4 separate regions of the Mus musculus genome follow, and regions 1, 3 and 4 are each linked to region 2. Evidence: chromatin contacts called from public HiChIP or PLAC-seq and promoter capture Hi-C data. All regions are on one chromosome and are shown on one strand. Each heading gives the region's core, a stretch centred on a gene start, on an enhancer-like site or on the middle of the called end of the contact. The rest is flanking DNA. Distances are from core to core; before and after follow the strand shown. Region 1 holds the start of Aspscr1 (alveolar soft part sarcoma chromosome region, candidate 1 (human)). Region 2 holds the start of Foxk2 (forkhead box K2). Region 3 holds the start of Sirt7 (sirtuin 7). Region 4 holds the start of Pycr1 (pyrroline-5-carboxylate reductase 1).

Evidence for each region. Promoter capture Hi-C pulls out the DNA fragments that hold promoters and counts their contacts. HiChIP or PLAC-seq counts read pairs in DNA pulled down with a chosen protein or histone mark.
Region 1: an HNF4G HiChIP or PLAC-seq map of pancreatic cancer cells shows a contact between it and region 2. The contact joins the promoter of Aspscr1 here to the promoter of Foxk2 in region 2. A contact is called at or near these places in 1 of 484 Hi-C or Micro-C datasets (embryonic stem cells) and 1 of 115 datasets of contacts at active chromatin or transcription factors (pancreatic cancer cells).
Region 3: a promoter capture Hi-C map of erythroid cells shows a contact between it and region 2, with 7 times the contacts expected there. The contact joins the promoter of Sirt7 here to the promoter of Foxk2 in region 2. A contact is called at or near these places in 1 of 39 promoter capture datasets (erythroid cells) and 1 of 115 datasets of contacts at active chromatin or transcription factors (the SCID.adh cell line).
Region 4: a contact with region 2 is called in a promoter capture Hi-C map of pre-B cells, with 2.1 times the contacts expected there. The contact joins the promoter of Pycr1 here to the promoter of Foxk2 in region 2. A contact is called at or near these places in 2 of 39 promoter capture datasets (liver and pre-B cells) and 1 of 115 datasets of contacts at active chromatin or transcription factors (the SCID.adh cell line).

What each region holds. Positions count from the first base shown.
Region 1 is chr11:120,670,908-120,677,643 of GRCm38.p6, reverse strand. It overlaps Aspscr1 (alveolar soft part sarcoma chromosome region, candidate 1 (human)), which reads right to left and starts at 4,671. Exons shown (of 16, transcript NM_026877.2): 1 at 4,474-4,671; 2 at 3,549-3,604; 3 at 19-133. The coding sequence starts at 4,575.
Region 2 is chr11:121,254,320-121,261,240 of GRCm38.p6, reverse strand. It overlaps Foxk2 (forkhead box K2), which reads right to left and starts at 1,254. Exons shown (of 9, transcript NM_001080932.3): 1 at 719-1,254. The coding sequence starts at 1,110. Narf (nuclear prelamin A recognition factor) reads right to left here. Exons shown (of 11, transcript NM_026272.3): 11 at 5,385-6,921.
Region 3 is chr11:120,622,085-120,628,463 of GRCm38.p6, reverse strand. It overlaps Sirt7 (sirtuin 7), which reads left to right and starts at 3,450. Exons shown (of 10, transcript NM_153056.3): 1 at 3,450-3,587; 2 at 3,654-3,791; 3 at 3,870-3,974; 4 at 6,253-6,323. The coding sequence starts at 3,492. It overlaps Mir6936 (microRNA 6936), which reads left to right and starts at 3,588; the gene lies at 3,588-3,641. Mafg (v-maf musculoaponeurotic fibrosarcoma oncogene family, protein G (avian)) reads left to right here. Exons shown (of 3, transcript NM_010756.3): 3 at 1-116.
Region 4 is chr11:120,640,876-120,647,574 of GRCm38.p6, reverse strand. Pycr1 (pyrroline-5-carboxylate reductase 1) reads left to right here and starts at 3,827. Exons shown (of 8, transcript NM_001348222.2): 1 at 3,827-3,895; 2 at 4,288-4,416; 3 at 4,613-4,683; 4 at 5,281-5,460; 5 at 5,704-5,925; 6 at 6,054-6,146; 7 at 6,270-6,433. The coding sequence starts at 4,350. It overlaps Myadml2 (myeloid-associated differentiation marker-like 2), which reads left to right. Exons shown (of 1, transcript NM_026751.1): 1 at 1-1,544. The coding sequence ends at 491.

The DNA of each region.
Region 1 (6,736 bases), core at 3,422-5,921, 590 kb after region 2:
TCCCCATTGGACACCTACTATGTTCTCAGGCCCCTCGCGGCTACGGGACACAGGCACCATCTCCAGCTTGGCATTGTTAGGCAGGTTGGCAAATCTCCACTGGAGAGAGAGGTCTAGCACCGTCCTCTGAAACCTGCAGAACAAACACAGCCATAACTGTCCTAAAGACACAGCCCCACGCCTGCTGTTCCCCTGGCTACAAGAGCAGAAAGTCAGGACCTGAAGAAACAAGAGGCAAAGTCCTGGACTAACAGGAGCTTTAGATAGGCACAGGGCTGGCAGGGATGAGGACAGGAAGAGAACAGGATGAGCTATGTGAAAAGGCAGGGGTGGACCCTGCACATACTGTAGCAGATACTGGCCAGCCCACTGACCCTCAGAAAGTTGTAGCGTGGTTGGTGGGGTGCTTGCCTAACATGCATAAGGCCTGGGTTCAATCACTAGTATTGCACAACCCTGGCATGGTGGCCCATGCCTGTCTTCCCAGTTCTCAGGCTCAGGATGAAGACACACAAGTATCAGGAGTTCAAGGTCATCTTGATTACATAGAGATCGGGCCAGCTTGGGTGTAGTAAAACCTTGCTTCATGAGAAGCCATACATAGTGGTGCAAGGGAAGAACTGCAGCAAGTTGTCCTCTGACCTGGATCTCCACAAGCATGCTGGGCACACACGTACCAAACATAACTTACGTATAAAATGTAAAGAAAAAAAGGGAAAGTTGTCTCAAGCAAGAGCAAGGTGAGTGTAACAGGCTACCCTCTGTCACTACAACTGCCAAAGCTGCTTGGCCTTAGGCAATATACACCAGCCCAAGAAACCCCATCCCTACAACTGCTGCTCGCTGCTATCCAAAGGAAAGTGGAGCAAGTATAGAAGGCAGATCCTACAAAACCACTTCTAGGACAGCCCAGCCCAATGTCCTTAGAGACATTCAGAGTGAGTCCAGACCAGTCAGTCACATTAGCCGTCACCTCTCTGCTTAAGTCCTGAGGGGTTTATGTGCAGGAAGGCCTAAAGAGAGCTCAGTGCCTCCAACCACTAAAGAGAGATCAACGTAGCCCCTCCTCCCCACACCTGGAGGACAAGGCAAGCCTGAAAGCCCCTTGGCATCCTGAACAGTGAGGCTCCAAGGCTTGCAGGGGGTTTTAAACATCTGGTTTCTCAGAAACACTAAAGAAGCAAGAGATCTGGAGGTCAGTGAAGGCTCAAGCACATACAGGAAACAGCCTCCAAGATGTCTGCCCGTCAAGACAACTCAGCCCAGACTAGAGAGCTCAATGACACTTTAGGCCACACAAGGGCAGCCTTGGACCTTGATGCGTGGCTCCTGGCATCCCCTGATGGGCCAACAGGAAACCAATACCTGCCCCTTGGAAGAGAAGGGAAAGAGGCTCCCTCAGTGCCATCATCATCGAGGAGGGGGGGGGGAAATCACCCAGGGAAGGGCCAGTCTCTACCCAACAGCCTCCTCATCCTTGACCCCCTTAGGTCCCAAGACACTTTGGGAATGAGAACTATAGGGGCTACAGTTCACATGCCCAAGAAAAGCTCCACCCACAGCTCTGACAACACAAAACTTACTAGACATGCATGGGGGAGGACAACAGGAAACGACAGAACTAGACAGATAAATCTGTGATTTTTTTTTTTTTTTTTTTTGGTTTTTCGAGACAGGGTTTCTCTGTATAGCCCTGGCTGTCCTGGAACTCACTCTGTAGACCAGGCTGGCCTCGAACTCAGAAATCCGCCTGCCTCTGCCTCCCAAGTGCTGGGATTAAAGGCGTGCGTCACCACTGCCCGGCTGTGAATTTTTAATATATGGTCCATGGTCAACCACTTTGAATATACAAAGTGACTAGCCCAACATTATAAATGCAAGACACTGTTGGAAATAAGAGTTTTCTGGACAGGACCTGTTAATAAAGCCCAAGGGTGTTTAGAAGAGCTGACAATGAGCTAGGTACAGTGGCACACCCTTAATCTCAATACTTAGGAGGCATTGGCAGGAGGATCTCTGTGAGCTCAAAGTCAGCCTGGTCTAAACAATGCTTCCAGGCCAACCAGGCCTACATAGGTTCTCACAAAAGAAAAAGGAAAGAGGAAAATGGGGAGGAGAGGTGAGGAAGAGAGAGAGAGGGAGAAACTGAGAACAAGACCACCTCATCAGCTAGTTCTCATCGGCTGACAGGGATCAGCCATGGTTGATCCGAACCCTCAACATAGGTTCAAAACCAGCAAACTGCCATAGAAAATGCTAGTGGGAACCAGGACATCAGGCCTAAGAGCTGAGAACACTGGGTGGAGAGAAGAGGCCACTCTGTTTACAGCCAGGCACCAGCCAGGGCAATGGGAGCAGTTCTTAAACAAATTACAGTCAGTGGATGGAAAGGGAGACAAGGGCAGAGCTAATGTAGTGTTGTAGAGGAACTGGCTCAAATTATAGTCATTGCTCCAACCAGACACCATTACGTGGACCATGGGCAGGTTAACAGAACAGAGCTGGCACAAAGCTTTGTGGCAGGATATTGTTAGATGGCTTGGCCACTCAAGAGCACATGTTCTGGGATTCTTAGAAGACCAGAACGGGAGCCGGAGACTGGAATGGCCTGATATAGGTATCTTTTCCAAGAAACTTCTTCCTAGAAAGCCCACACGACAGCATGGGAAAGGCCAAGAGAGTGGGCTTCTTGTGTTAGGACAATGTTGTGAAAACATGTCTCCAAGAATAAAAGCTCTACTTAAGACAGAAACCTGCATCCCTCCTATGGCCTCAGACCCGAGGACCTGGTGGAGGACTGCTCTCTTTGTACTAACACCCTGACCCAGAGACCCAGACATGGGAGGACTACAGCAGCTGGGAGGCGAACAATCCCTTTACAGCTTTCTAGCCATTCCTTTGTCCTACCAGGAATTTACACAGACAGCCAAAACCCTGCATTTGTGGGTTTAGACAGTGCTCCCCAAAAGATACATCACTGTTCTTGCCCCTAAAACCTGTGAAAATGACCTTATTTGTCACAAGTATTTATGAATGTAGGTTAAGAGAGTAAATTAAATAAGGTCACCCTGGACTAACCAGAGGACCCTAAACCCAGTGACTTGTGTCTTCGGGCCGTTTGAAGATCAAGGCAGAAGTTGTACTGATGCAGTCACAAGCCAAGAAATACCAGGACAGCCAGAAGCTGAAAGAGATGAGTCCTCTTCCCTAGAATATTCTAGAGTATAGCCACAGGGGTGGGGGTGGGGTCTTTGATCCCAGCATTGTGGAGGCAGAGGCAGAAGGCTCTCTGTGAGTTTGAGACCAGCCTGGTCTACAAAGTGAAGTCCAGGACAGTCAGGGCTACACAGAGAATCTGGGGGCGGTTGGGGGGGGGGGGTGGCACAACCATACTCTGGGCACTTTGGACTTTGCCTTCAGAACTGGGCAAGGATAAACTTCTGTTGTATTAAAGTACCTATGGGGGCGCTTCTAAGGCAGAGATAGTATGTGTTGAGAAAAGGACCAGGTAGACTGAGAAGCCCACAGCTGAGTCCAAGCAAACTCACTTCAGGTCGTATTCACTGGGGTTGAAGTCTTGCCGCCGGCATGTGTCTTCTAGTACCTGTGGGACAAATGATCGGTAAAACCTACCTCAACTGATAGTAGGCGCACTGGCCAGCCCACCAAACATCTCACTCACCAGCTCCAAGCAAACTACATGCAAATCCTGTCTACTCTCTCCCCTCCTACTGGGGACCCATTATTGACTTAATCCTCCAACTATGGCCTAGCCTGTCCACCCCTGGTCCCATGTTCTAGGCTCTGCGAGGCCTCTAGCCACAAATAATAATCTGCCTTACTGAACTTTGTGTCCACGGCCACTCTGTGGCCCGGCAGTCTTTGTGCAACTGCTGCATGACCAGAACCCTCCTCTACATGAGCGCAGCTCCAAATGGAGGTCACTCTGTATGGCCCTGCCACAGATATGAATCGTGTACGCCTTTGTAACCTAACAACAGAGGTTTAATAAGCAGGTGTAATTCATACGAGGTCACAAACAGCAACAATCAAAAGCCGTGAGTGACTTAGCAAAATTCACTTCCGGGAACACAGGCCCTAGGGTCCGGAGGGACGCCCCTGAGCTGAGCAGGAAGGAACGCCACTCTTCCCGGTGACCGAGAAGGCTGGATTCGGACAAGCGCCGAAGATTCTGGGGCTCGCAAGGCTCGACCCTGTTAGTGGGGTCCACCCCACCGTGCTCAGCAAACGCGCCTCCAAGTATCCCGCCCCGCCCCCGGGACCCAGATCTAGAGGATGGGGCGGACAGCCGCGCGAAAGGCGCTCATTGGCTGCCTCAGGCCCCGCCCACCGGGACCCGGTCCCGCCCTACCGCCCTAGGAGCAACCGCAGGGGCGGGCCCTGATGCGGCGACCCCGGGCGGCCCGCGGGTCCACCCATCCGCCCGTTCCCCACCCGGGCCGGCGGCCGCACCTGCAGCAGCACGGTGCTCGGCGTCACCTTCACCGTGTGGCGCCGCCCGTTTGGGGCCAGCACCGACACCGCGGAGCCCCCGCCGCCCGCCGGGGCCGCCATCTTCCGCTCACGTGACCGCAGCCGGCTCGCCTCAAACAACTTTATCCGCAACAGCCCGGACGCACAGCCACGCGGTCTCGGGGGCGGGGCCAACTCGCTTCCGGGCCCGCCCCCGGCGCTCTGGCTCTGCTTTGCTATTAGGCAGCCTGATGGCGTCCCGACGGCGCGGACCAAAGGCACCTCCCTGGAAGGAGCACAGTTCTGTCAGGGACATTGTTTCTTCATCCGGAGGCACGTGTTCCTGGGAACCTCCAAGCTCTGGGGGCTGCCTGCAAGAAAGCTATGCTGCCTGGGGCCAGCCTGGGGCCCACAGCTACCTGTCTGTCACCAAGTACTGGGTATGCGCACACCAGAGTTAGCCTTTGTACCTACTCCGTTAAGTACTGATCCTGCCTCCCTTCTCAAGTGTTCCTGTGATCATCATCGTCACATGGCGACAACCTTTTAGAAAAATATTTTATTGAGACTGATGTGGTAATGCAAGCCTTTAATCCCAGTATGTTGGAGGCAAAAACAGATCCCTGAGTTCAAGACCAGCCTGGTCTACAGAGCAACAGTCTTCCAGGACAACCACGGCTACCCAGAGAAACCCTGTCTTGAAAAAATAACAACAACAATAATAATAAAGTTATATTTTATGTGTTTTTTTTTTATTGTGTGTCTGTGGAAGAGCAGGTACAGGCATGCTATGGTACCTGTGTGCATTGTCAGCGAACTTGCCTGTTCCCTCCTTCCACCTTGTGGGACTGAGGGATTCATTTGAGGTTACCAGGCTTGGTGGCACTTTTACTTGCTGAGCCATCTTGTTGACTTCAGGCCCTCTCTTAGCTTGTCACCATGACTTCAAGGAGAATGCTTTGCCTATGGTCCTTGGGATTGTTGTAAAAATCTCCAAATCTGACTGGAGAAGCTGGTATACAGCATCTGTGTCACACGTGTGTATTGACAAACATGGGGAAAAGAATGGGAAGAGTTTGCGTGTTCTATGCAACCTTAGACCCTCACTGTGCTGCCCACCTTCCCGGGTCCCCTTTGGTTTTCTTCCTTTCTTTTTTACACACTAGCATTTAAAACAAAACCTCACAAACCCTCAAGTCTGTTTTCTTTCAACTGTCCCACTGTTAGAATCCTCTGGCAGAACATTTAGAGAGGTGCAGTGAGAAAAATGGACAGCCATCAAGAGATACAGATTGTTCTGAAAGTGAGCATGTGAAATTTGACCATGGTCAGGCTCAAGTTAAAGTCGGAATCCTCCATAATCAAGGTCCCTCTTTCCTTGGGTAGTAAATTAGTCAGCTATAGGCTAATTCTTTAAGACTACAATGCCATGTTTTTTTTTTTTTCTTCCCACATTTATTATGCAACAGTTTTAACACCAATTGATGAATGAGTTTTTTTTATTTATTTCCTTGACAGTTGTCCGGGCTAGTTTTATGTCAACTTGACACAAGCTAGAGTCATCGGAAAGAAGGAAACCTCAAATGAGAAAATAACTCCACAAGATCTGGCTGTGGGGCATTTTTCTTAATTAGTGATTGATGTGGGAGGGCTCAGCCCATTGTGGGTGGTGCTATCTCTTGGTAGTGGTTCTGGGCAGTGGTGGCCCACGACTTTAATCCCAGCACTCCAGCGGCAGAGGCAGGCAGATTTCTGAGTTTGAGGCCAGCCTGGTCTACAGAGTGAGTTCCAGGACAGCCAGGGCTACACAGAGAAACCCTGTGTCAAAAACCAAAAAATAAAAAAAATAAAAAATAAATAAAAAAGAGAAAAAGAAACATCTCTCTTTAAAAAAAAATCATATATATTAAATTAATGTGAATTCTGGGGTTTTCTTCTTTTTTTCTTTTTTTTTAGATTTATTTATTTATTATATGTAAGTACACTGCAGCTGTCTTCAGACACACCAGAAGAGGGAGTCAGATCTTGTTACGGATGGTTGTGAGCCACCATGTGGTTGCTGGGACATGGATTTGAACTAAGGACCTTTGGAAGAGCAGTCGGGTGCTCTTACCTGCTGAGCCATCTCACCAGCCCTTCTTTTTTCTTTTTTTAGGTTTTCTTTTTTAATATTTTATATGTGGCCAGACAGTGGTGGTGCATGCCTTTAATCCCAGTACTTGGGAGGCAGAGACAGGCAGATTTCAGAGTTCCAGGACAGCCA
Region 2 (6,921 bases), core at 5-2,504:
AAGACGCTACCTCCAAAATATCTTGCTACTGAAACGTGAATTTAAAAAAAAAAAAAAAAAAAAAAAAAAGGTACCAGGTATCTACCCTTCATTTTAGATAGTTCTCCACCACACACATCTTAGCATCTCCCTTGGGTGCCTCCTCCCTGATGGTTAGGCACAGAGCACCCATAAAACTTCCACCCACCAACGCTGGTGATGATGGCAGGGAGGGCTGAGGGTTGATGGCAGAAATGATGGTCTGTGTTCTGAGAGTCCCATGTCAGACTGGACAAAGGGCCGTGGGTTAGAATACCAGTGCAGGGGACCTGGCAGTAGGAGGGCAGACAGGAGTGGGCCAGCATGTTAAATACTCCGGGTGGAGCGCTGGGGGGCTGTGATCCCAGTGATGGTCGTGGGCATTAAACTAGGGTAGGTCAGAATCAGTCAGGTCTTGGTTATGGGCAGTGAATGGGTCCTGGTGGTGAGTCTAGCCTTCCTTGCTCCCGGATAGCGGATCAGGATCCCTCCCTGATGGGGACCAGGTCTTGTCCAGGGTCTGACCCTGCTCATGGGTAGCTGACGTGGGTCTTCTGCGTCCTGCCTGATGATGGGCAGTGGGTCTGAGTGCGGGTCCCGCCCCTCCCCGGGGGTGGCTGCTGTGGGTCAGGGTCCCTCCCTGCTCTTGGGTAGCCACCGTGGGTCAGGTCCAGGACACTGCCCCCCTCCCGCCACTCACACGCGCGGCAGCTGCAGCGGCGGCGCCCCCCGCCGCTGGAACACCCCGTCCACGAACACGCCGTTCTTGCCGAGACAGCGCAGGTAGAAGTCGCCGCCCGCGTCCGGCCGGGGCTGCGCGGGTTCCGGGGCGGCCGCGCTATGGCCGCCGCCCGGGGGCGTGAAGATCTCCAGGTGGCGCCGCGAGATGAAGCTCGAGTGGCCCATGCTCACATCTACCGAGCCCTGCGATGAGTTGCGGCCGATGGTCACCGACCGCTTCTTCATGAGGTACTCGAACTCGCGGCCTTCGAGCCGCGCCACGGCCCAGCCGCCCGGCGGGGATCCGCCGCCCCCGGCCCCGCCGCCCGCGGGAGGGGCGCCCGCGCCCGAGAGCGCCGCCGCGGCCGCCATCGCCTGCGAGGCCTGGCCGATCCGCGCGGGCGCCCTAGCGGGCCGAGGCCCGGGCGCGGTCGTGGGCCGCGCGAGCCGAGCACGGTCGCGGAGACCGCCGGCCGGCGAGGAGAGCTGCGAGGGCGGGAGCTCGCACGGCCGCGCGCCGGCCCTACGACGGACGGGCACGCCGACCAATGGGCGCGGCGCACGCAGTGGGGCTACCGAGGCCGGCCAATGGGGAGCCGCGCCGCCGAGCGCCCGCACGTCCGGCGTCGTCGCGCGACGCAGGTTGGCCGCGGCGGCGCGGAAAACCCGGGGCGGAGTGAGGAGTTGGCGTGGGGCCGCGCGCGTTCGCGGACTGAGCGGGGGTCCAAGGTCACGACGGGCGCGAGTGCGCCCCGGGAGCCGCTGGCCCCTCTCACACTCCGCCCTAGGTTGCGTAGAGTCAGGCGCGCTGCTCGGGAACCTGCCGCATCGACCCGTATGTCACAGGGATGTGACAGAAATTACCCCAGTATGCATAGAGTTCTGCACTCAGTAATTCATACCAAGGACTGCAAATCTGAGCTTTATTCCAATCTGTGTATGTGTGATAGAGAGATCCCATCTCTCCCATTAAAAAAGAAACCACAACGCGGGCCCGTGGGAGGAGCAGAGCTATGCAGATCGAGCAGGCTGTGAGGGGCTCCAGAAGCCGGTGCCAACATAGAGGTGAAGCTGAGACCCCTAGTTTCTTCCCCAGGAACGAAGGGCAGTGGATGCACCTGCTTTAGCTCTGGTAAGAGAGGCACGTGGTCATAAAGAACGTCACACCAATATGGTGGCCCCTGGGTGCAGGCGATGGGACGCAGTGTTCTCTCACTGATGCACAAAAGGAGTTCATTCAGGTCAGGGAGAGTGGAAAGGTTGAGAGTCTGGACTTAAGCTGCATAGGATAAAGTGGACATTCTAGCCAAGAGCTTCTAAACAGAGGCCCCAGACTAGAGGCATGGGAACATTTTGCGTTCTAATTCATTCTATGTCTAAACTTGCAATACATTTAATGGGAAACAGTCTTTATAACATTTACATATCTTATTTGACATATGTGTCTGTAATTACGGGATAAATTCCTAAGGGTTCAAAATGCTTTGTACTATAAATATGGCAAAGAGCCATTTCATTAAATATTAATTTGAGGCATTGTAGGTGATGTACAGAAAACTATGGAAATGATAACTAGGTGAGTATCTAGACAAACACAGTTCAAGGACAAAGGGTGTCAAGAACAAGAAATGCCCTCCCATTACTGTTGACACCGTTGTGTTGTCCTGCGCACTGCCTAGGGCAGGTTTGAGGCTCTGCCATGTGACTCTAGCATCTATCTATAACATGGCTAGATCTAACTTTTTACACCTAGCTATCCAGGTATGTAAAGTAAGCATACAAATCCAACACTTATGTTGCTTTGTTTGGCTTTTGTGGCTGGTTTTGGTGTTTTCTGTGGGGAGGGAAAGACGATCAGTCATATATAACCCTGGCTGGCCTGGAGCTTACTATATAGGCCAAGATCACCTCGAACTCATAGAGAGCCACCCACCTCTGCCTCCCAAGGGATGGGAGTAGAGGAATGAGCCACCATATCTGGCCAAACCAAACACTTATAAAGATATTTATTTTAAAGCACTTCTTCAATGTACATGTAAACTTAAGCATTTATTACAGATGAGAACGCCGCTGTATTCTAATAGGATATATGTGCTTATCTGTTCCTGTGTATGTATCCCACTGTGGGCCATGCAGCACCAGGGACTGATGTCAGGATGTCCTCTTCAAGGACAGGGTCTTTCAATGAACCTGGAGTTCTCGGTTTTGGCAAGGCCAGCTGCCTAATGAGCCCTCGGGACCCATTTGCCCATACTCCCACATATGCCCCATTCCCGCCCAGCAGAATATTTGATCCTGCAGGATATAGAGCATCTCTGATGTTTTTCAGAGTTGATCCATATGTTTTATTAGTTGGTTTGTTTGAGATAGGGTCTCACGATGTATTCCTGAATGGCCTGGAACTCACCATGTAGACCACCAGGCTGGCCTGGAACTCAAGAGTTACCTTCCTATGCATCAAGTACTTTGATTTAATGTGTACTCCAGCAATTTTTTTTTTTTTTGAGACAGGGTTTCTCTGTGTAGCCCTGGCTGTCCTGGCACTCACTTTGTAGACCAGGCTGGTCTTGAACTCAGAAATCCGCCTGCCTCTGCCTCCCGAGTTCTGGGATTAAAGGCGTGCTGCCACCACGCCTGGCTTCCAGCAAATTTTGATTTTATGATTATCAATAAGAACACTGATTTATATAAACACACAGCTACAAAATAGCAGAAGGGTGTTTATGATCATTTCAATAGTTGGCAAGCCTTTCTCCAAAATAAATGTAAACAAAAATCATGATACCAATTAGAAGGGCTAAAAGTATTAATATGACTGACATTATAAAGAGCTGGCGATGACATGAAGCAGCTGAGACTAGAAAGTGGTGAGGCACTATGAGAGATGGTTTGTCTCCTTTCCTTGCTTTCAAGGCTCCCCTCAAACCCTGAGAGTTCTGAGGAAGACCTTGAGTGCCAGATCCTAACAGCAGATGGTGGGATACAAGGCACTTACCATGCCTGCTCGTGTGGTGCTCAGGGTAGATCCAGGACTTTGTGCGTGATAGGCAAGGAAAATATATCTGACTTCTTGTGAATTTCACAGACGAATAATGTATGTTCCATCTTGAATTTTTAAGAATACTCTAGGTTTTGCCTTTTGTGAGGGAGGGGGGATAGGTTTCTTTGTATAGCCCTGGCTATCCTAGAACTCCCTCTGTAGAACAAGCTGGTCTTGAACTCAGAGATCTGTCTGCCTCTGCCTGCAGTGCTGATATTAAGATTTAAGATCTTTTTATTTGTGTGCCACATGCATATGGGTACTCCAGAGTCCAGAAGAATGTATCATAGCCCCTAAAGCCGCAGTTAAAGGTGCTTAAGTCACCTGATGTGGGTCCTGAGAACAAAGCTTAGGTCCTCTAGAAGAGCAGCAAGCATACTTAACTGCTGAGCAAGCTCTATATCCACCCCACCCCCAAAGTTACTGTCAGGATTTAAAAGGTAACATCACTAGACATGGTGGCTCATGCCTCTAACCCCAGCACTTGGGAGATGATGGAGGCAGGAGAATCAGTTCAAAGCAAGCTTTGGCTAAATGTGACCATAATCTCAAAACAAAACAGAAAGGGAGTTGAAGGGAAAGGGCGTGAAAGAGGGAGACCTGAGTGTGGCTGGATGTGGTGGTCTACAACTGTCTCAAAACCACCCAAGTTTGAAGAAAGGAAGCAGGAAGGCAGGTGGAGGGAAAAGGATTTCTTGTTTTGTTTTTTGAGATACTTTCTCCATCATTTATTTCTTGCTGGTCTGACACTCACTATGTAGACTAGGCCGGCCTCCAAATAAGAGATCCATCTGTCTCTACCTTATGATGCTGTGATCAAAGTTGTATGCTCCCGTATCTGAAAAAGTAAGATTCTGAGACTTTATTCAATCTTCCCTATCAGTGATATGAGGCGAGAGTCACATCTGCTAGGTTGGCTGAGTCAAGTGGATCCCTTGAGCCAGAGTTCAAGGGACCAGGCTGTTTCTGTAAGGGGTTGGGGGTGGGGAAAGAAAGGGAAAGATGGGAAGGAAGAGAAGAGAGAAATCAGAGGGGAGGGTGGGGAAGGGAGAAGGAAAAACAGACCTGGGGACATAGCTTCTTTATCAGCGTGCCAGCTTAGTATATCCCCAAACTCTGCATGCAATTCACCACTGTAAAAACAGGGAGGGTATGGTGGTGAGTCTGTAATCCTAGCACGTGGGAAGTAGACACAGGAGGATCAAGATGGAGATTTAAAGACCAGCACAGGCTACAAAGTGAGCTCAAAACCTGAGTAACTTAGTGAGACCCTGTCTCAGAATAAATAGTGAGAGAAAGGGTTTGTGTGTGCACTGGAGGTATAGCTCAGTTGTAGTTTTGCCTAGTGTATGACATACCCAGGTTCCAGTCCCAGCAGTAGACAGGCACACACACACTTTAAACTACATTCAGGGTCTGGAGAGCTGGCACAGCAGTTAAGAGTTCTTGCTGCTCTTCCAGAAGACCAGAGTTCAGTTCCCAGCACCCACAATGCAACTCACAGGTCCCTGTAACTCCAGTTCCCGGGCACCCAGTGTCCTCTCAGGCCTCTGTGGATACCCATAAACACCTGACTCTTACTCAAATAGACACACATACACATAAATAAAAATCATAATAAATCTTCCATTTCAACTCAATGTTTACAAGCTGAGCCGTGAATCCACAGAAGAGACGGTGCTTCATGAGTAGTGAGATGCGAGGTGTCTTCTCTGACATAAATGACTGCACTCTCTCAAATGGTAAACCAGAGTAAGTTCTTCAGGCAGTTTCCCATCTCTAGATGCAGGAGGGAGCCCCATATGTAATATGCCAAGTGGAAAAGGAGCCACACTTCCTGATTACCCTTCCGGCCAGCTGTGCCCCTCAGGTGAGTGGTGTACCCAGGGCAGCGCCTGCAGCCTAGCTGCCAGCTGCAACCCCAAACCCTGTGGTTGGCTCACCTGTGATGCACCTGGGAAGCCCACATGTCGACCAGTAATGGGTAAGGCACACACTGAGTCAGATCTTAACAGCAGTCCAAACAACGTACTAAAGAATGCAGCAATCCTCCCTGTCACTTTCTGCTACTGTGGATCTTGAGAACGAATGTGGTGCCCATGGATGCTAGGCACACGCCCTGCTCCTGAACTATGGCACAAGCCCTGACAGAACTATTTCTAAATTACCTGTAACAGAAACCAAATTTAGTCTTTGAGACAGAATCTCATCATGTAGAAGCACGGTTACCCACAGTAGTGCAAACCCATACAGCTCGGGCCAGGTAGGAATCAAACTAAGATTGGGCCTCTGCCCAAGCAGAGCAGAAGCATGGTACAACAGAGCACTGGGCAGATAGGAGCTTGGGTTATGCCCCTCATGCCTGCACCAGCGTACGTTGTCCACTCTGACTGTCGTGATGCTTTGACTGGGTCCTGTCTGTCAAGAACTTGCTCACTTCATACTTCCATTGCTTTGGGCTTTGTTTTTAGGGGGGAGGGAGTTGGGGGATAAGGCAGGGTTGCTCTATGTATTCCTGACTGTCCTGGAACTCACTCTGTAACCTAGACTAGCCTCTAATTCACAGAGATCCACCTGCCTCTGGCTCCAAGTGCTGGGACAGAAAGGCACCTGTAGTCTTGAAAAGCTCACAGGGCCACGGCCTAGCATCAGTGAAACAGAAGGTCATAGATCTCACATCTTAGCCCCTAGCCTATGTTGCTATCATGGGTGGTGCCATGAAGTTTGCAGGAAGTCAGTCCCTTCCCACGCTGACTCCCCGTGTTCTGAACCTTCTCCTGACCTATTAGAGAGGGACTGGGAAAAAGGTATCATCACCCAGGCTGGGGCCTGGTGAGGGAGGCGGACTGCGGGGTGTAGTCCAGGACAGGAGAACAGCTGACTCCTTCAATGCCACACTCAAGACCCCATTGCATTGTTTATTCCATAACCAGTTACTTTGGGGATGGATACCCAAGGCATATAGACTGAAAGCAAAAAAAAAAAAAAAATCATAATTTATAGTAGTGGTTCTCAACCTTCCTATGCTGTGACCCTTTAATAGTTTCTTCTGTTCTGGTGACCCCCCCAACAATTATAAAATTATTCTGTTGCTACTTCATAACTGTAGTATTGCTACTGTTATGAATTATAATGTAAATATC
Region 3 (6,379 bases), core at 2,201-4,700, 630 kb after region 2:
TAGTTTAAAAAAAAAATCCCTTTCTTGTAAACCTGGGGACAGCGCTGTGGCTGTTGGAGTTTAGTTTTTATACACAGAGTTATCAGACATTACTTATAAAACTTAGTTTAAAAAAAGAAAAAAAAAAAAAAGCCAAGCTGCGAGCCTACCGGAGGCCGTCCTCTTTGATATCTCTTTTGCAATTGTACCGAAAGTGACTTACTCCTCTTCCCTTCCTGCTTCCGTCTTGCCGGTGCCGTGGTGTTGTCCGTGCCTGGTGAGGTTTTGTGCAGCCGTAAAGTGCTGGTGCTTCTGGTGACCTTTGACCTGTGGCTGTCCCTGTGTTTTGTGTGTGTGCGTATTTGGGTTTTTTTTTTTTTTTTTTGGGTTTTGTTGTGGTTTTGCTTCTGCGGGCTTGCTGGACCTGGGCAGGATGTACTCCCCTGGGGTACCGGGGCCTGCCTGCGGCTTACCTTCTGCTGCACTTCTCCATTCCTCTGCCACGTGGTCCCTCTGAGCCTTTGCTTGGCATTGTGGGTCTAGGGCTTGGGTTAAGGCAGTGGCAGAGTAAGTGAAGTTGGGAGCTATCGGCCCCCCACGCTGCTTCCACATCCACCACCTCTGGCCCTGGGTGGTGACATTGCAGGGACCAAGGTGTCACTGTGGGTGCCCACAGGGCTGTGGCCTACCTGTCCTTGGCCGTCTTCCTTCTGGCCTCAGCTTAGTTCCTATAGGCTTCGTTGGGGTCTCCGCCCCAGGGCCCTCCCTTGTGGGTTGGGAGACCTGTCACTCACGTGTTTCTGAAGCCCCGTTCTGTGGGGTGTTGTTTCCCAGGCAGATTGGTCGGGGGCCCCACTGAGGGCAACCATTCTTCCCTGTGTCACTGTGAGAGCCTGGAGGCCTCCACCATCGCCAGACAAGGGCTTTGGCCCTAGGGCCAGGTCTGTTCTTCCCCAGTGTCCGCAGCTTTTGGCTCTGGGCCCTCACTCTGCCTCCTTCAGGATCTGCGTCTTCCAGGGATCCGCTGTTCGACTTGGAGGTGCTTCTCTGCAGGTTCCAAGCCTGCCTCCTCACCCCACCTTTCCAGTGGAGGCTGCCCACCTTCCAGGCTTGGCTCAGGAAGCTCCTCATAAGCGGATACCCACCTGCAAGAGGCTACATCCCTGTGTGGGCGGTCACATGGCCTCCTGCTGACATAGCTGGTGTCTTCTCTGGGGCCCCTGGATCCCTGAAAAGCACAGAAATGTGGTCTGGTGAAAGGAAAGACTGGCCTGACAGGCCTTTACCTCGTAGGCAGCAGGATTTTTACTCAGTTTGACGCAGCGTGCAGGGCTCTGAAAGCAGGACCTGTGCCACCCTGGCGTTTTGGTGGGCTACTATGGCTCAAGGTGCTCAGACAGTCCCATTGATGCCTGAGTTGGATATGAGTGGGAATCTGGACTGTTGATTCTGAGTTACCAGATGACCTCATCCCCTCCCTTTGGTTCTGTGACTGGTATACAGAAGTGCTGCCTGGCAGCAGAGCTGGTGTGGACCGTGCCCATGCCTGGAGGACGAGAGGCTTTCTGAGTGTTTTGGTACTGGCTGGGCTGCTGTGTAAAGCTGAGAATGGCCCAGTGCCTCAGTCCAGCCTCCTGGGAGGATGAGGAAGAGGAGGCTGCGGCTGGGTATGTGTTAAACAGGAGTAGTAGGTCTTTGCTTCTGAACAGGATAGAGCTATGCTCAAGGCTTTCAGGTTTGCAGCACCTGCTTCTTGAGTCTGGGGAACTTTCCCTGTTGAGCCAGCCCTGCAGCTCCACTCCCTGTCCCTTGCCCTTGATTTCCTGACAGTAAATCCTGTGTCCATTTGTGACTGTTGGCTGTTTCTCTGATCATTGTTAATTCCGTTTTCCTACTGTGAGGGTGTTGTGTTTGACTTTCTGACACAGCGAATGGAGAGCTTGGGCTGAGGCCAGGTCTCCCAAACTTCTCCGCTAAGTAAACCATAATGTGTGACTTCCCTCCTACCTTGACTCTGCCTGACTTCTTCCTTGGACATAGACACTCAGATTTCAAAGAAAGTCCACAGTTTCCTCTGTAGAGTATGGTCCCAGAGAGTCCCCCCTGTGTTGTGTGCAGCTGGGTGTGGTGCCTGCTGTGCAGGGAGCCAGTGGCAACACTGTGTTAACAGGGATCACCACCATCACCCGGCTTCCAGCAGGCTGGTCTCAGCTCATCTTTCAGTTCTATGTGTGCTCTGTTAGCCTTGGTGATCAGGGCCAGGGTTTGCAGCTTTGATAAACTACTTGGAGATGGTGAGGCCACTTCCCTGCTACCTCCCTCTCTGGTGTGGCCACTTGGCTAAAGCTCCCATCCGCAGCTGGGATGTCTGAGCCACAGCCTGCTACACTGTTTCCCCTCTGGGATCTTCTGAGTTACTTTTTTAGGCTGTGGTTTAGTGAAAGGAACCAACACATTAACAATCTCCCCAGAAGCCACTGAATAATTCTTGGCATATTTTCTCAGTGCCATTGGCCGCCTGGTTTGGGAGCAGTTGTGGAACAGAGGACAGATCGGTACCATACAGAGGCATGGGTTCGCTGTAGCTGCTCACAGTTTGCCTGTTCCTGGCGTGTGTCCTAGGTGTGTGCTATACCTGCTGGGCCAGCTACACACATACGTACCCTGCCCCTGGAGCAACGGCATTAATATAGCACGGGTGTCTCTGGAAGTGTGAGGTAGAGTGTTCTAGGAAGTGTTCCTGATAAGATTTCCTTGTTCTCTAGGGCCCCCGTTGGGCTTTTGGCCCCTCCAGCAACTTTATGCCCCAACCCCACTTTTCCTCCCATTCTCTGTCTGCTAGTCTCTGAAGCCTTTAACCAAATGGGAATGGGTACAGAAAGCCTTCTCCTGGCAACTTAGGGCAACAGGACAAGGGCTATTGTGTGTCCAGCTCTGTTGGTCTCCTGGTGCTGAGAGGTGTGTCCAAGCAGAGTTGATCAGCCCCTGCCTGCCCTGCAGGGCTGAAGCCAGGGGGAAGGTTAGTAGAGAGTACCCTAAATGGGGTGAGGGTCCTTCAACATCCAAGTGAGGAGGGGCTGTGGTGTGGCTGCAAGGTGAGACCCTGTCTCCTGCACCTGGGTAGGGCCATAGGGGATCTGGCTGCAAGGTGAGGCCTGGACTTGGAGAGCAATCAGTCTCCTGGCCTCAGCAGGCAGCAGCCTTGGTGCCCACCCGTGCCCTGCGCAGTATTTATTGCTAAATTATTGTCCAGGAGGGGCGGCACTGGGCCTGGCCCCCCGGGTATTTATTGCTGTACATAGTGTATGTTTGTGATATATAAGGTTTTCTTTATTTTGTATATGATCAATAAACGCCTTTTAAAGAGATCTGGTGGTATTTCTTTGAAATCCCGAAGGAGCAAGGGTGGGAAGGGCGAGCCGGAAGAGGTGGAAAGGGCCGGGCCCGCGCATGCGTCTCTGTAGCTGCCGGATGAGGCGGAAGCGGAAGCCGGAAGCGCAGTCAAAGGAGCGATGGCAGCCGGTGGCGGTCTGAGCCGCTCGGAGCGCAAAGCTGCTGAGCGGGTCCGGAGGCTGCGGGAGGAGCAGCAGCGGGAGCGCCTCCGCCAGGTGAGCCACTGCCGTGCCCGCGCTCGCGCCGGCGCGCGCGGTCGCTCACCCGCTGCTCGTCCGTAGGTGTCACGCATCCTGAGGAAGGCGGCTGCAGAGCGCAGCGCGGAGGAGGGCCGGCTCTTGGCCGAGAGCGAGGATCTGGTGACCGAGCTGCAGGGTCGAAGTCGGCGGCGTGAGGGCCTCAAGCGCCGCCAGGAGGAGGCGAGTCGCGGGCAGCGGGTGCTGGGCGGCGGGCTGCGGGAGGCGAGCGGCGGCAATAACCAGCCTGGCTCCTATCAGGTGTGTGATGACCCGGAGGAGCTGCGGAGGAAGGTCCGCGAACTGGCCGGAGCTGTCCGAAGTGCCAGGCACTTGGTTGTCTACACGGGCGCTGGAATCAGCACAGTGAGTGAGGGCCTGCGCGTTGCTTCGGGTGTGAGGCGCCCCCTTCTGGGATGCAAACTCGGGCTGTACAGTGCTGGAGTTCAAAATCTCGCTCACCTTTGAAGTAACTTCAAGGTGTCCTTTCTCAGAGACCCGAAGCAATTCTAGATTTAAGACTTAACTAAGGCAACGTGACAGTGGTGGCACATTCCTTTAGTCCCAGCACTTGGGAGACAGGAGGATCTCTGTAATTTCAAGATCAGCCTGGTCTGCATAGGGACTGCATAGGGAGTTCTAGGTCAGCCAGGGCTAAAGAATAAGTCAATAAATAATAATTAAGCTAAGTCAAAGAGTTACAGAATGCGTAGTTTCTGACTGCCAATCAAACATGGAACAGTAGTAGGGCATAGTAGCCAACTGCCTGCTAATGCCTTCTCCCTTAAAGTGCAGACAAATTGATCGATTTACGTGATGTGGACAAACTGGAGCCCTAGTCTTTCTCCTGAGCCTGTACTCCTTGAAGAAAGATAAATGGAAAACTAGTGTCGAGTCCCAAATCTCCAATCTCAGGACTCAGGAGGTGGGGCCTGGTAGAGGAGGAAGATCAAGATCAAACTCTTGAGAGCAGCCTGGCTCGAAGCTCCATGCAAGACCCTGGCTCGGGGAAAAAAAAAAAAAAAACCAGACAGAGTCCTGGTACAATAGGTACATTTGAGAAATGCTGTCCTCTTGACTCTGAGAGCTCTCCTGGGAAGGCTGAGGGATGACTAGCTTTGAAGTTGAATATTTGACCTCAGGCGAACTCGGCTTCTATTCTGAGAAGCCCTGAGGTGGTCTGGAGAGATGGCTCAGTGGGTAGCGTGCCTGCTATGCAAGCGTGAAGACCCGAGTTTGGACTCTCAGAATCCATGTGAAGAAGCTGAGCAGTACCACACTCTGTAACCCCCAGAACTGGGAAGATAAGCTCAGAAGCCCCCCTGAAGCCCTCTGGCTAGCAGCCTAGCCAGATCCACGAGCTGCAGGTGCATTGAGAGACTAACAACTACAACAACAAAGGTGGGGGAGGCAGTGAGAAGCTCACTGAATACTTAGGCACTTGCTACCAAGCCTGGTGCATGAGTCCGGTCCTCAGAGCTCACACAACAGAAGAGAACTGACCGCCACAAGGTGTCTTCTGACTTCTACTTGTGCATCATGACCCTTGCACGACGTCCCCTTCAACAAATGTGTTAAGAAAAAAAAAATAGTTAAGGTGGACCGTGAGCTTCACACACTGACACGTGTAACGCACACCTCTACACACATGTGCACACATGCAAACACGAATACAAACACATACACAGACAAAAGAGGACCTTTGTTACAAAGGTAGCAGCCAGCAGTCACAAGCACACAGGTGCAAAAACAACTATAGGGCCAGACACAAATGCCAGAACTGGAAAGCCCTAGTGTGGCCTTGCTGCTGTGGTGGCATTGAGTAGGGCTCTGCAGGGAATTGTGGGGACAGTGGCCCAGGAGCAATGTCAGGAGCATTTGCTGCGTCATCTCAGACATCAAGGACAGCAGCATGTGGGGCCCAGCCCTTCATAGCCATCTGATGATCCAGTTATGACTCTACAGCAGTAACTCTGCAAACCTGGTGGCTACTAAAGACCAATTGCAGCTCTTAAACGCGGTCTAAGCACCGTTTGAGGTTCCTCGATGTATTGGAATTACCTGCCAGGGCGGGCACTTCTCTGCTCTTAAGCAACAATGTATACAGGGCTTCCCCAGCCAGGATCCAAAGACTCCTGGCTTCTAGATGGTTTTCTTTTTTGTTATTGTTGTTGTTGGTTGGTTGTTTGTCTCTCGTGGAAAATGACTTAACACTCATCTGTCTGTAGAGGTTTTATGTTAAGTTGGAATAAAAACCTCAGAGCCGCAGGATTTAAGTGTGTGGACAGAGCGCTTCCTCCCGGGGCTATTTGCTAAGCATGACCTGCGCTCTAAAATCTGTTCCTTCAGACACTGATGCGCCTGACCAGTTGTCCCCTTCTGTGTTCAAGACAGATGTGGACACAGCTGCTCACTGTTAGAAAGGATCTTGAAGTAGAGTAGGGTTCTCTGTTTGGTATGTGGAAGGGTGAGCTGGTCCAGGCAGGACAAGAAAGTCACTTGGATGGAGGGAAAGAGCCATACTGGGGTGCATCCCACTTGAGAGTCAGGTCAGCAGTGGATGGGACAGACACTGATTTATAGGCATGTCCTCTGTGGGGAATACTGCAGTACCTGTGGTATCTCTTTTTGTCCGAATGTGCAGGCAGCTTCTATCCCAGATTATCGGGGTCCTAATGGAGTATGGACACTGCTTCAGAAAGGAAGGCCTGTGAGGTGAGCATGTCACAGCTTTCTCCCACGATTAGAGGCGAGCTGCGTCATCTGGCCGC
Region 4 (6,699 bases), core at 2,578-5,077, 620 kb after region 2:
AAGTGGCCCTGACTCGGGCTCGGCCAGGTCAGGTAGCCAGCTATATGGCTACAGTGTCTGGGCTCCTTAAGATCGTCCAGGCCTTTGTGGCCTGCATCATCTTTGGAGCACTTGTCCACGAGAGTCGCTACGGGCGCTACGTGGCCACACAGTGGTGTGTGGCTGTCTACAGCCTGTGCTTCATGGCCACAGTGGCTGTGGTGGTCCTAAGCGTGATGGGACACACGGCAGGCCTGGGGTGCCCGTTTGACCGCCTAGTGATAGTGTATACGTTCCTGGCTGTGCTCCTATACCTCAGCGCTGCAGTCATCTGGCCAGTCTTCTGTTTTGACCCCAAGTACGGGGAGCCAGGGCGGCCCGCGGACTGCCTGCGAGGCAGCTGCCCCTGGGACAGCCAATTGGTGGTAGCTATTTTCACCTACGTCAACCTGCTCCTTTACATTGTTGACCTCGCTTATTCCCAGAGGATCCGCTTCGTGCCCACCCTGTAGCCTGGCCAGTGATGGCCCACCCATGTCTTCTCTCTGGCTGAGAGCACCTACAGCTGACCAAGGTGAACTAAGACATAGGGAAGCAAGAGGGGTGTTCGGGGCTCAGACGATTCTGCTCTTGGATATCTAGCACACTGAGGGAGGCAAAGAGGAAGGACCTAGGGGCAGGAGGCCCTGAACAAGGAAGGGGGTGGCTAGTGACTCTCAGTCCCCCTGTCTCCCTGTTTTTCAGTCTCCTGGCCATTATTGGGCTGGGTGCTAGTCACTGTACCAAATGGGGACATTTTGGAACAGGTACTGTTGTAATCCATTGTGCAGATGGGAACATTAAAGCTAATGAACTTCGGAGGTGAGCTGGTCTTGAGATAGCATTTTAGCTGGGGTGATATAAGTTAGAAATCAGGCAACTTCCTGAGGTTGAAATGGGTGGAAAGCGAGCCAAGAACACCAGGGCCAGGCCGTTGGAAGGAAGGTTGGAGCTGGAGCCTCCTTCTTGCCTGATCCCACAGAAGAGTCTCTTTGGGGATGGATGTGATCGCTTGTAGAGAAAGCTGGCAACTAGCATGAGTCTCACCTATGTCTAAGCGCATCCCAGTGGCCACAGCCATTCGAAACCGAGAAAAGACTGTGTTGTGGTTCCAGGTAGCCCCATGTCAAAGGCCAGCACCAGAATCTCCGTGGAAAGATGATGATGTCATGACAGCGATGGAATATCTGTCCAGACACCCAACATAGACCATGACCCAGAAGCCTCTGAGGTATCTACCATGGGTTCTGGCAGGCTGGCTTGGCTGGCAGCATTGACTCACAGTGAAGAGCCTCTCTGGGCAGCCCCTGGTTCATGGAACCTGGTCACTGGGCCTCCATTCAAACATCTAGTTAGCCAGCTGTTCCTGAACACCAGGACTTGCTAGCACCGGTGTTTTTCAGTCTCAAGCCAGCTTCTCCTATGCAAGAGCCCAGACTGGACTAATCCCAGGAAGCCCTTCAACCCATCAACTGAGTGTCCTTCAGGTCTTACAGCAGAAAATAAAAAGTGGATGTCTGGTTTCACCTGGCCTGTTACCTTTCCTGGCTACCCACGGGAGGCTCACCGGAGTCATTTCTGTTCAGGGTATAGGGAAGATTGTACCAGTTAAGCTACCTTCTCACTGCATGCTCTGAGAGAAGGCCTAAACCAAGTCATTGTGAGGGAGGACTTGGCCTTCGGGGGACTTTGAGTTCTGGAAGACAGCTGAGGCTGGGCCTTGTCTGAGCCTTCTGAAAAAGGGGACGGGTTAGGGTGGCTCAGAAGGCCAAATGCAAAGAAAGAAGGTCAGTGTTAGCTTAGTCTCTTCTCTCCTCGAGGCTCCCAAAGCCCCACACTGTGGTCTTCAGGGCCCAGACCATAGGCAGAGGGGCCGCTGCACTCTCTGGGCAGTAGAATTGAGAACATTAAGACCTTAGGCTCTGAGTCTGGCCTTGTGGGGTACTGTGTGGGCTCTTGCAGCTGGCCAGCTGGCCAGGGCACACAGCCAACAAGTGAGTTAGGGCCAGTGTCTTTTACTGGGATGGGCAGACATAGGCAGCGTTTGAGTCTGCAGGTTTTCTGGGTAATGAAAATGTTACACATCAGAAGACCAGGATGTCAGGGACTGTGTCAGCCATCTTCATCCTGCCTAGAGAGGGACCCGACTGCTTCTATTTATTTATTAGTATTATACATGTATGATGTAGGTGTGATGGGGACATCAGAGTGCATATGTACAGGCCAGAAGACCACGCTGTACACTTAGTTTATTTCTTCTACCTTACATGGGTTTGGGACAACCAATTCAGTCAAGTTGTTAGACTTTTGAAGCAAGCTGTCTTCCCCACCACGAAGCCATGACACCCGCCTTCTGTTTTTCCTTTTTCTTTTATTCCGCCTGGAGACAAGGGTTTCACAGTGTAGTTTAAAATGGCCTCCCACTGGGCATCCTCCTGCTTCGACTTCCCCAGAGGTGGGATTACTGATGTATTATACCTCACCGAGTTTTGACTGATTTTTTTGAGGGGTGTCCCTTTTATTCTGTTACCAGCCAAAACTCTGAACTCTAGCATGTTCGCTAAGTCCCCAGCATCCTCACTGTTCAGTAGCTTTCTGCCCTCAGCATCACATCCAACCTAAATTTCAGAGGTGCTAGAGAAGGCAGGGGAAGTGAGAGCTAAGACTCAAGAAGAAAATGGGAGAAGGTTTCTGGGGCTCCCTAGATGACAGAACTGTCTTTCTTTGTTTTAGGAGTGATGTTTATTATCACTTGGAGAAAAGCATACATTTAAAAAATTTAGTTTATTTTAAGTGTTTTGCTTGCATGTACGCATGCTCACCTTTGCATACCTGGTGACTGAGGGGTTCAGAGGCAGTGTTAGATCCCTAGAGAGGAATTCTGGATAGTTAGCTGCCATGTGGGTACTGGGAACAGATTCCAGGGCCTCTGCAAGAATAACATGCTCTTAAGCACTGAGGATTCTCTCTAGTCCTGGGAAGCATCTCAAGTTGGGAGCTGAGTTTGGGAAACTGAACTTCTAGGCTTTGTGCATAGACTTGAGCTGTCAACTTGGCACAGCTCTTCTTCTCCAGCTCTTCTCTTTTTAGAGGTTGAGTATTGAACTAGCCATCCACACAGTGAACACTATCACCACAGAGCAGTCTCCTCGTTTGGGTGGTGGTCATTAGGGCCAAGAAGAAGGGATGGAAATTCCTTCCCCAAATCTTGCAGGCTGGAAACTTCCTAGTGATTTAAAATTTACTTTTCTAAAGCAACTTGTCTTTATCTAAGGAAACAAACAAAACAGAAAAAAAAAAAAATAAGCAAGCCACCTCTAAGGGAGTTGGGGAGTGGGGTGAGGTGGGAAGGTGAGGGGTAGGCACTGGAATCAAATGTACTTTAGCAGAGTGTGAACTCAGACTGCTCTGCAGCTTCAAGACCAGCAGATGGGCCTGAAACTCCTCTAAGAGGTTGCGGATGCCCAGAGTACAATATCTCTAAAACCCTTAGTTGGAGAGCTGAGGTACTGTAGGATGGAGGTGGTTTGGGAAGTTAACGGGCCTGTGGCTGCAGAAGGTACCTAGCTTTCAAAAACAAAAACAACACTTGCAAAAAGACAACAGAGGAGGGACCCGTGGCTTTTGTGAATACTGACTTGTATTCGCAACTACTGCTCACCTCAGGGAGGGAGCAAGGAGGAGCGTCTGTCCCTGCCCTGTGTATGATGCAATGCACAAGGCTCCAGCTGCAGCTCTGGATTGGCTAGCTCTCTCACAGGGCGCACAGCTCATTGGCTGAAATGAAGTGAGGGCGGGGCCGGTGGGCGCGGGTGCCGCGTGGCGAATGCAAGAAGGGCTGGGCTGTCTGTTGTGTGTGTACCCGAATATCCACGCTGTGGGTAGCGGGACTTGGGGCTTCGGGGATGGAACTCCTGGAATGAAGGCTTAGGGGCTGGGGCTTCTGGGAAATAAGCTGGAGACTTGGATGTTGAGGGTTCGCTGGATTCCTGACCCTCCCCTTCAATCAATCTCTTTCCTTTTGGCTCCCTGAGCCCTTTGCAGAAGGCTCAGAACCTTCAGCTGCAGACCAGGCATCCTGGCTCTGGGCGGCGGGTGGTAGTGGTACGGGGTGTCGGGGTACCTGGGACAACTTCCCAACCCGGCCAGCCGAGGAGCAACATAGAAATTAAGCAGGCTGGGGTGGGGGTTGGGGAGCACCTGGCTGCTAGGAACGGCCAGACTTGGTATTACCCACCCGACGTCTCTCTTTCCGTCCTGTCGGTACAGTTCTCTGCTGCCCTACAGAGCCGGCGTCAGCTGTGAAAGTTGTGGGTCGTGGACCTCCAGACATGAGCGTAGGCTTCATCGGGGCAGGGCAGCTAGCCTTTGCTCTAGCCAAGGGCTTCACAGCTGCAGGTAGTAAATTCTGCTGCTGCCAGGGAGGGTGCTAGCGTGGAGTGTCTGTGTTAGTGGCCTCAGTCCTTTGGGAAATGACAGCTGCCATATGTTTGGGGTTGCTTCCCTAAAGGAGGTGAAGGATGCTTCAGCTGTCTCCCTCATAGGAGCTGAGAGGCTAGAACTAGCTTTGAGGGAGGAATTCTGTCCCCTACAGGTGTTCTGGCTGCACACAAGATAATGGCCAGCTCCCCAGACATGGACCAAGCTACGGTCTCGGCCCTCCGGGTAGGTGCCAGGTGAAAGCAGATTGAAAGCCTGAAGCTCTTTAGAGTTGGGTCTAGGGTTAGTTTTGCTGCACACCTGACTCCAGTAGGAGACACAAATCTGCCATTGGGAACCCGCAGGTACTGCTCCCCTGCCCTGTCGTGAATACAGCTGGTAGGAGAGAGTGCTAGTCTGGAATGGGGTTACCTAGATGGGGGTTATGGAGGCCTCCGGAAGGCCAGGCAGCATGGAGATCAAACAGTTGGCTAGGGTGATGATGATGGATGACACAGTTTCTGTTTGGTATGGCTCAGCCAGGATTTTCAGGCTAAGGATTGGGGGATGGGGGGCCAGGCTCCCAGCTTGAGACCACCACCCACATCTGGAAGGCAGGCAGCTGCAGAGACTGCTGCCCGAGGTGGGCTGGGCTGGGCTGGGCTGTGGTTTAGAAGTCTGTGATGTCCCTTTTCTACTTCAAAGGGGACCTATTCCAGGGCATAGTGCCTTTCCCATCTCACCCAGCAGCCTCTGGGCCTCACTACACACAGGGCTCTCAGCTTTGTGGGCAGATAGATGGCCCATGAGGCAAGCTGGGTCTCCTTGCACCCCTCCCTGCAGAAGATAGGGGTGAACCTGACACCCCACAACAAAGAGACTGTGCGCCACAGTGATGTGCTCTTCCTGGCTGTGAAGCCACACATCATCCCCTTCATCCTGGATGAAATTGGGGCGAACATTGAGGACAGGCACATTGTGGTGTCTTGTGCGGCAGGGGTCACCATCAACTCCATCGAAAAGGTGGGTGCCACGGGCCAGATAAATAGCGCTGCAGAGGGGGTGTGCAGCATGTGGTCAGGATCTCTGCTCTTGGTGTCCGGCTTCTGTACCTGTGCACAGGGTGTAGCAGCCCAGCCTGCAGCAAGAACTCAGGAAGTGCTCCATAGGGGAAGCACATCCATGCTCACTTCCATACCTGGGATGAGGACAAACGGCTACCACCCACCACAGGAATGATAGAGCTGGTTTCTCTTCCTCTTCCAGAAGCTGACAGCGTTCCAACCTGCCCCCAAAGTCATCCGATGTATGACTAACACCCCGGTCGTGGTACGGGAGGGGGTCACTGTGTATGCCACAGGTACTCACGCTCAGGTGGAAGATGGCAGGCTTGTGGAGCAGCTCATGGGCAGCGTGGGCTTCTGCACAGAGGTGGAGGAAGATCTGATCGATGCTGTCACAGGGCTCAGTGGCAGCGGCCCTGCCTATGTGAGCACTGGAGCGATGGGTGGTCGGGGCTGTGGGCAGTTCCCAGGGGCTCTGTGTGCCTCTGTCTCTGCTGCACCCTGCTCTGGGTCCCAGAGAGGAGGCTGAGGATGCAATCTCCCTGCACGCAGGCTTTCACAGCCCTGGATGCTCTGGCTGACGGTGGTGTGAAAATGGGGCTTCCCAGACGCCTGGCAGTCCGCCTCGGGGCCCAGGCCCTCCTGGTCAGTGCTTTGAGATGCTGGTGGGAGCTGTTCCTAGCTAAACCCAAACTGGGGACACCTGAGAGGGGAGTCAGTAAGTGGTAGGTTCCTTACTGCCACCAGCCGGCCCGTTTCTTGTCACAGGGGGCAGCCAAGATGCTACTAGACTCAGAACAGCATCCCAGCCAGCTCAAGGATAATGTCTGCTCTCCGGGTGGGGCCACCATCCATGCCTTGCATGTGCTGGAGAGCGGGGGCTTTCGCTCCTTGCTTATCAACGCTGTGGAAGCCTCCTGCATCCGTACACGGTAGGTTCTCTTGCCACCCACCTCTCAGAGTGAGGCTCCGGTACGCCAGAGTCGTGGCTTCAAAGGCTTCATGGCAGTGAATCACTTAGCAGGTACCACTGAGCCCTGTCTTGGCCCTGGGCAGGACTGTGGACGGTTCAACGTTTCTGGGTCACAGTATGCAGTATCTCTAGCTCTTTTTCATTGTCCTGTGAGAAATGTATCTACATGTGTCCACAGACCTCCTCTGGTCCTGCAATATAGCCTTTATTCCGTTTCATCATCAT